2 separate regions of the Rattus norvegicus genome follow, and region 1 is linked to region 2. A link is a contact called in public Hi-C data. All regions are on one chromosome and are shown on one strand. Each heading gives the region's core, a stretch centred on a gene start, on an enhancer-like site or on the middle of the called end of the contact. The rest is flanking DNA. Distances are from core to core; before and after follow the strand shown.

What was found. Hi-C and Micro-C count contacts between places; a contact is called where the count stands out from the background.
Region 1: a Hi-C map of liver shows a contact between it and region 2, with 3 times the contacts expected there. The contact joins the promoter of Ryk here to the promoter of Anapc13 in region 2. A contact is called at or near these places in 3 of 12 Hi-C or Micro-C datasets (kidney, liver and mammary epithelial cells) and 1 of 1 datasets of contacts at active chromatin or transcription factors (oligodendrocytes).

What each region holds. Positions count from the first base shown.
Region 1 is chr8:112,296,928-112,299,627 of GRCr8, forward strand. Ryk (receptor-like tyrosine kinase) reads left to right here and starts at 1,254. Exons shown (of 15, transcript NM_080402.2): 1 at 1,254-1,598. The coding sequence starts at 1,415.
Region 2 is chr8:112,083,063-112,085,762 of GRCr8, forward strand. It overlaps Anapc13 (anaphase promoting complex subunit 13), which reads left to right and starts at 1,343. Exons shown (of 3, transcript NM_001173983.2): 1 at 1,343-1,395. It overlaps Cep63 (centrosomal protein 63), which reads right to left and starts at 1,584. Exons shown (of 13, transcript NM_001244805.1): 1 at 1,312-1,584.

The DNA of each region.
Region 1 (2,700 bases), core at 4-2,503, 210 kb after region 2:
TCCCTTCAGTCTCTCTCTCTCTCTGCCCTGGCAGGGGATCAAAATAGTATCTCTCAGGGTCTGAGTGGATGGGCAACTGGGAGCTTGAAGCTAGTCAGGGGAGAAAGCAGCTGCTCTCTCCTCAGGCATGGAGGGAAGAGGGAGGTCAGTGAACAGGCCACAGGGGTGGGATGACACTGGTCTGGAGGATGTGAGGAGGGGTGTTTGGGAGCCAACCTGAGTGATAGCCTTTGGAGTAAACTTGGCTGTCATGGTAGGGGCCTTCCCAGAGTTATTCATCAGTCTCTGATATGCATTAGGCATTCTTAACCAGTTTAGGGAGACAAGGTCTTCCTTGAGCAAGCGATGAAATGTAAGAACCACTTCCATGTATGTGAAAGCACCCATGCACACAGACAGCAATACACAGCCATAAGCACACACTGCCACATACACTACATGTTTTGGGGGGAGGGGCTGGAAGGGACCACAAGTTAAAGTCCCAGATGCAGGTTGATTTACAGAAAGGAGAACTAGAATAATACAAATTCATCACATATAAAAACAAACTTGCTGGGTGTGGTGGCATAGGCCTTTAATCCTAGCACTTGGGAAGCAGAGGCTGGCAGATCTCTGTGAGTCCGAGGCTTGGTCTACAGAGCAAGTTCCATGCTGGCTAGGGATACATAGTGAGACTCTGTTTCAAAGACAAACAAAGGAAAACCAAAATACAAAATAAAAGTTTACTAAGATTTGCTGAGGTCTTACTGAAAAGTGTGTGGCATGTGAACCCCCAGGGAACAGACAGCTAACTAGAGGCTGACCTGGGTGGGATAAGGGAAGATTCCTATGTATCTGCCCCTTCTTGTTAAACAAAACCAGCATGCTTTTCTTTTAAAATAGCATCCAAGACTTGGGGAAGAATAAAGGGGCTAGAGGCTTACAGTGGACCAACCGACCCCAGGCCTCAACGACTAGGGCTGGGGACTTGGCTATATTTACCCAGAGCCCTTCGCCTGGCCGGGACATTTCTTTATTGTTTTGATTAGCTTGCTCCTCTTTATCTCATTTCCTTCATTCTTTGCGCATTTCACATTGGCAAACAACCTATGCTATTTATACCGACCCCTACTCGCGGCCCCTAACCAGACTTCAGGTCTGCGACGCGCTCTCGTGCACGCGCGCTCCAGAACCCGGCGCTCTCTGTCCGGCGGCGCGTGCGTGCGCGCCCTCGCGCACGGGGGGCACGCGCACGCGCGCGTCTCCGCCAGCAGCTCACCCCCCCCCCCCCTCCCGTTCTCGGGCGGCGGGTCTGAAGCGGCGGCGCGATGAGCTGGCCGGCCGCCCCCGGCTCGGGGCTGTGAGGCGCTCGGGGCCGGGGTGCGCGGCGGCGCGGCGGGCGGCGGGCGGCGGACGCTCCTGCTCGGCGGCGGCCATGCGCGCGGGCCGGGGCGGCGTCCCGGGGACCGGCGGCCTGAGGGCCCCGCCGCCGCCGCTGCTCCTGCTGCTGCTGGCGATGCTGCCCGCCGCCGCCCCGCGGTCCCCGGCCCTGGCCGCCGCTCCTGCGGGACCCAGCGTGAGCCTCTACCTGAGCGAGGACGAGGTGCGCCGGCTGCTCGGTGAGTGGCGCCGCTCCGGGGGCCTCGTGAGCCCGCGGTGCTGCCGCTGCGCCGCCCGCGCCCGCTCTCTCCGCAGCCTCCCTGCGCGTGTCACTCTAGGCCGCGGAGCTCCGGAGCCTCGGGAGTCGGCGCTCCGGACACGGGTGGCCGCTCCTTAGGCTGCTGTGGGTGGCCCACAGGCCACGCCGCTGCGCGCGTGCTTTCTGGTTAGCGAGTGGGGGCAAGGTGAGCCGGACGCCCTAAGTTGTGTGGCATCCTGCACACCTTGGGGCCGACCGGACCTTCGGCTTCGGGGTTTGCCTTGGGTTGGTTGAGTTTGACCTGAGGCTGCCGTTCGAGGCCACTCGCCTACTCTGCAGACCCTGAAGCGAGAGGAGAAGCTTTGGGTCTGTCGGTGGTGGTTCCGTTTACCTGTTTAGCCCCGTTGTTTGGGGAGTCCATTTGAAAAATGATTCTGCCCTCCGCTCGGTACTCTATGCATTCTGAAAATCAGCCCTTGAAGGAAGGCCTGGCCATCCATCCAAAGGAAGTCTCTGATAGTTGGGAATAGCCAGCTTTTACCGTCTTTTGTGCATTAAGGCAGTCCCTTCAATTTTTCTCGGGGTGTTTCTGAGTGAAATGTTGGAACTTGCAAAGGTCGCCTCCTAAACATCCATTAAGTGTCACTTTTTTAGTGGGCGCGCATATGCCCCCACCCCTCCCCGTGTGTGTGTGTGTGTGTGTGTGTGTGTGTGTGTGTGTGTGTGTGTCTGTGTCTGTGTCTGTGTCTGTGTATTAGAGGAGTTTCGTTTATCTTTTCGAGACAGGGGCCTTATGTAGTCCGGGCTGTTCTGGAATCCACTATGAAGACCAGATTGGCCTCAAGCTCACGGAGAGTTTTTTTTTGTTTTTTTTTTTCTTTTTTTCCGGAGCTGGGGACCGAACTCAGGGCCTTGAGCTTGCTAGGCAAGCGCTCTACCACTGAGCTAAATCCCCAACTCCACAGAGAGTTTTTTTTAAGAGGAATTTCTTAAGGTCTGTTGAGAGAGCTCAGCCTCGGAATGAAATTGCTTTTAGCAGACTGTTTAGACATAGTTGTATTTGTGGGTTTGTACTCTTTAAA
Region 2 (2,700 bases), core at 93-2,592:
CATGGAGAGTACCTTAACTATGTTAGCTATGATAGTGTGGACTAATGCTGTCACCATCAGCCACTACACAGGACAGGAAGGCCTAAGGAACTGTCCCCTACCTCCCCACAGGAGGAAACAGCATCAGCAGATACACATTCTAAAGGGACATGCATCTGTTTATAAATCTCTAACCCATTTTAGTTTGACAACCTCCTTAACTGATCGCTGAGGACGGCACAGTGAAAGACAAGAAGCAGGGACAAAAATTACCTAAAAATGGCGCTGCATTCCAATGAATGAATATAATTCATGAATGAAACGAAGATAATTCGTTTCATCGTATCACTAAGCTACAGCCTTTAAGAGTAGGTGTAAATAGTTAGATAATTAAAGCCATTGATCTTTGACTTACAAAATATAAATACAAAATAAATGCAAATGTTCGAAGAATTGTACAAAGAGCACCTACCCTGCTTTAATAAAGTAATACATTTTAAAACTCTAAATTGGCCTCAAGAAAGAGAACTCAAAAAGCCAGGCGAGGTGGTGCAGATCCTTAACTAGCAGGCAGAGGTAGGTCCATCTACAATGAGGCCAGCCTGGTCGACCAGAGCAACAAAGGAGAGCCGGTGCTAGTTGGAGAGAAAGGGGATCGCTTTGAGCAATAAGTGTACAGTTTATAAATGAAAACTCTGTAACCCCACGATTCTGTGAAGTACAAAAGCCCTTTCCAATCAATCCATTCACGGTCAAGTGTCTCCGCGTAAAGCGTTGTTATCGAACTGCTCTTTCAAAACTTTCACTCGACTTGAAAGCGTTCCGCAATTCGCCTGCATCAGGGGTTCCCGCACCTTTCCTACGAACATTACGAGGGAACCCTGCGGACTTCACGCTGAGTGGCTAATGCTAAGGCCTGGTCCTACACCCGTAGCAGCAGGGTTCCTCCCCGGGAGCGAAGCAACCCGCCCTCCCGCTGGCCGTAGCACCTGGCCGGTCAGCTCAGAGCCCCATAGGGAGGAGACGGAGGAACCCAGGGACGCAGCGGCCGGACAGCAGTGGGCGTGCAGTGGAGGCCCCCGCGGTAGGTGGGCCGCAACGAACTGCGGCCCCGGGCCATGCGGCCAGAAGGTTAGCGGCACCACGGTGGCCAGGGCCGCAAACGCACAACAAGCCGCAGCTCGCCCGTCTTAGGGGCATGCGGTCGGTTACGGAGCGCGCCCCCGGCAGAGCGCGCCCCGGGGCCTGCCCGCCGTTCCTCTGACCGGGAACGCGCGCACGTCACAATAAATCGACGTTCGTCCCGCCCCCTACAGCAGCGAATGGACTCACCTACATACGGGGTATGAGAGCGCCGTGCGTCACGTGACCCGGAAGAAGGGCGGGGCCCGGAGGAAGCCGACGCGCGCTCTGTGGGTAAGGGTTTTTCGCGCCCGCCGCCCGGGTTTCTGAGAGTAGCCAAGCGTTCGCCCTCGACTTCAGAGTCGTTCAGCGCTTCCAGAAGCGCAGGCCGGTACTCTCAACCGACCTTCAGAGCCACTTCTTTACTGCACGCTGTGCGGAGTGGAACGGAGCACCCATGGCGACGCTCGACCTCCCCCTTGCACTTCCGCACGTAGTAGCTCCAGCACTCGAACCGGAAACGGCTGCAGCGGGTGGTTCTGCGTCTAGTGACCCAAGATGGTGGCCTGCGAAGGCCAATTTTAGTATCGGCCCCCGTGCTTTTAGCTTAGAAATACATTTACAAAGCTGTGATTGTGAAAATACATAAAACGTGAGTATGTCTCATAGGACGTACGCATCTAATATCTAGAAAGAGATGTCTGGACAAAAAAACTCCTGTTGTCACATATTGTGCTCAGAGATCAAGACAATCTGAGAGCTGAGAATTTATCTGGAGGACCGGGCATAGTAAGAGAAGAGTACAAAAAGTTTAAGAAACCTAGAGAGGTTATGCTGTGTCGTAAGGGTTTGGGGCATTGCCTGTGCTTGCTTTTCCCAGGGGGAGCACCCGATCACCTGACCCAGGAAAATAGATGTAGACTTCAAAGCCCTGCCGCGGTTCCTGTTGTTTAGAAGGACGAGCAAGCATAACTGATGAAGTACAGTGGGTGGGTAAAAAGCAAGCCGGTTTGTAGGCATGTGGGAGAGGGTCGTGTTAAAAAACATTGAGGCCGGGCTCAGGGAGTTAAAAAATCATGAGGCCAGGCTCAGAGAGATGGCTCAGGGGTTAAAAACACTGTCTACTCTTCTAGAGGTCCTGAGTTCAATTCCCAGCAACCACATGGTGGCTCACAACCATCTGTAATGAGATCTGGTGCCCTCTTCTGGTCTGCAGGCATACATGCAGGCAGAGAGCTGTATGATATATACATAATAAATAATTAAAAAACAAACAAACAAACATTGAGGCCAGCTTGTTGAAAGATTGGGAATCACCGCATTACCACTGGAGACAGTAGGACTCTGCCAGTCAATCACAAAGCTGACCTAACTTGTTTCATAGATCATTTAATGTGAGCAACAAAGCATTCAAGGACAAAGAGCCTGCTAAAAAACTGGAAGGAAGTCAGAACACTTTAGAAAAGGATGCAGTCTGTATAGGACTGGGAAAATCAGTACAGGAAAGAATGAAATGTAGCCCAAGACACAGCTATAAAAACAAAAGATTGACAGGAAAGGGGAGGAAACTTGTCAAGCCCTAGAGGAGTGACTAGAAGT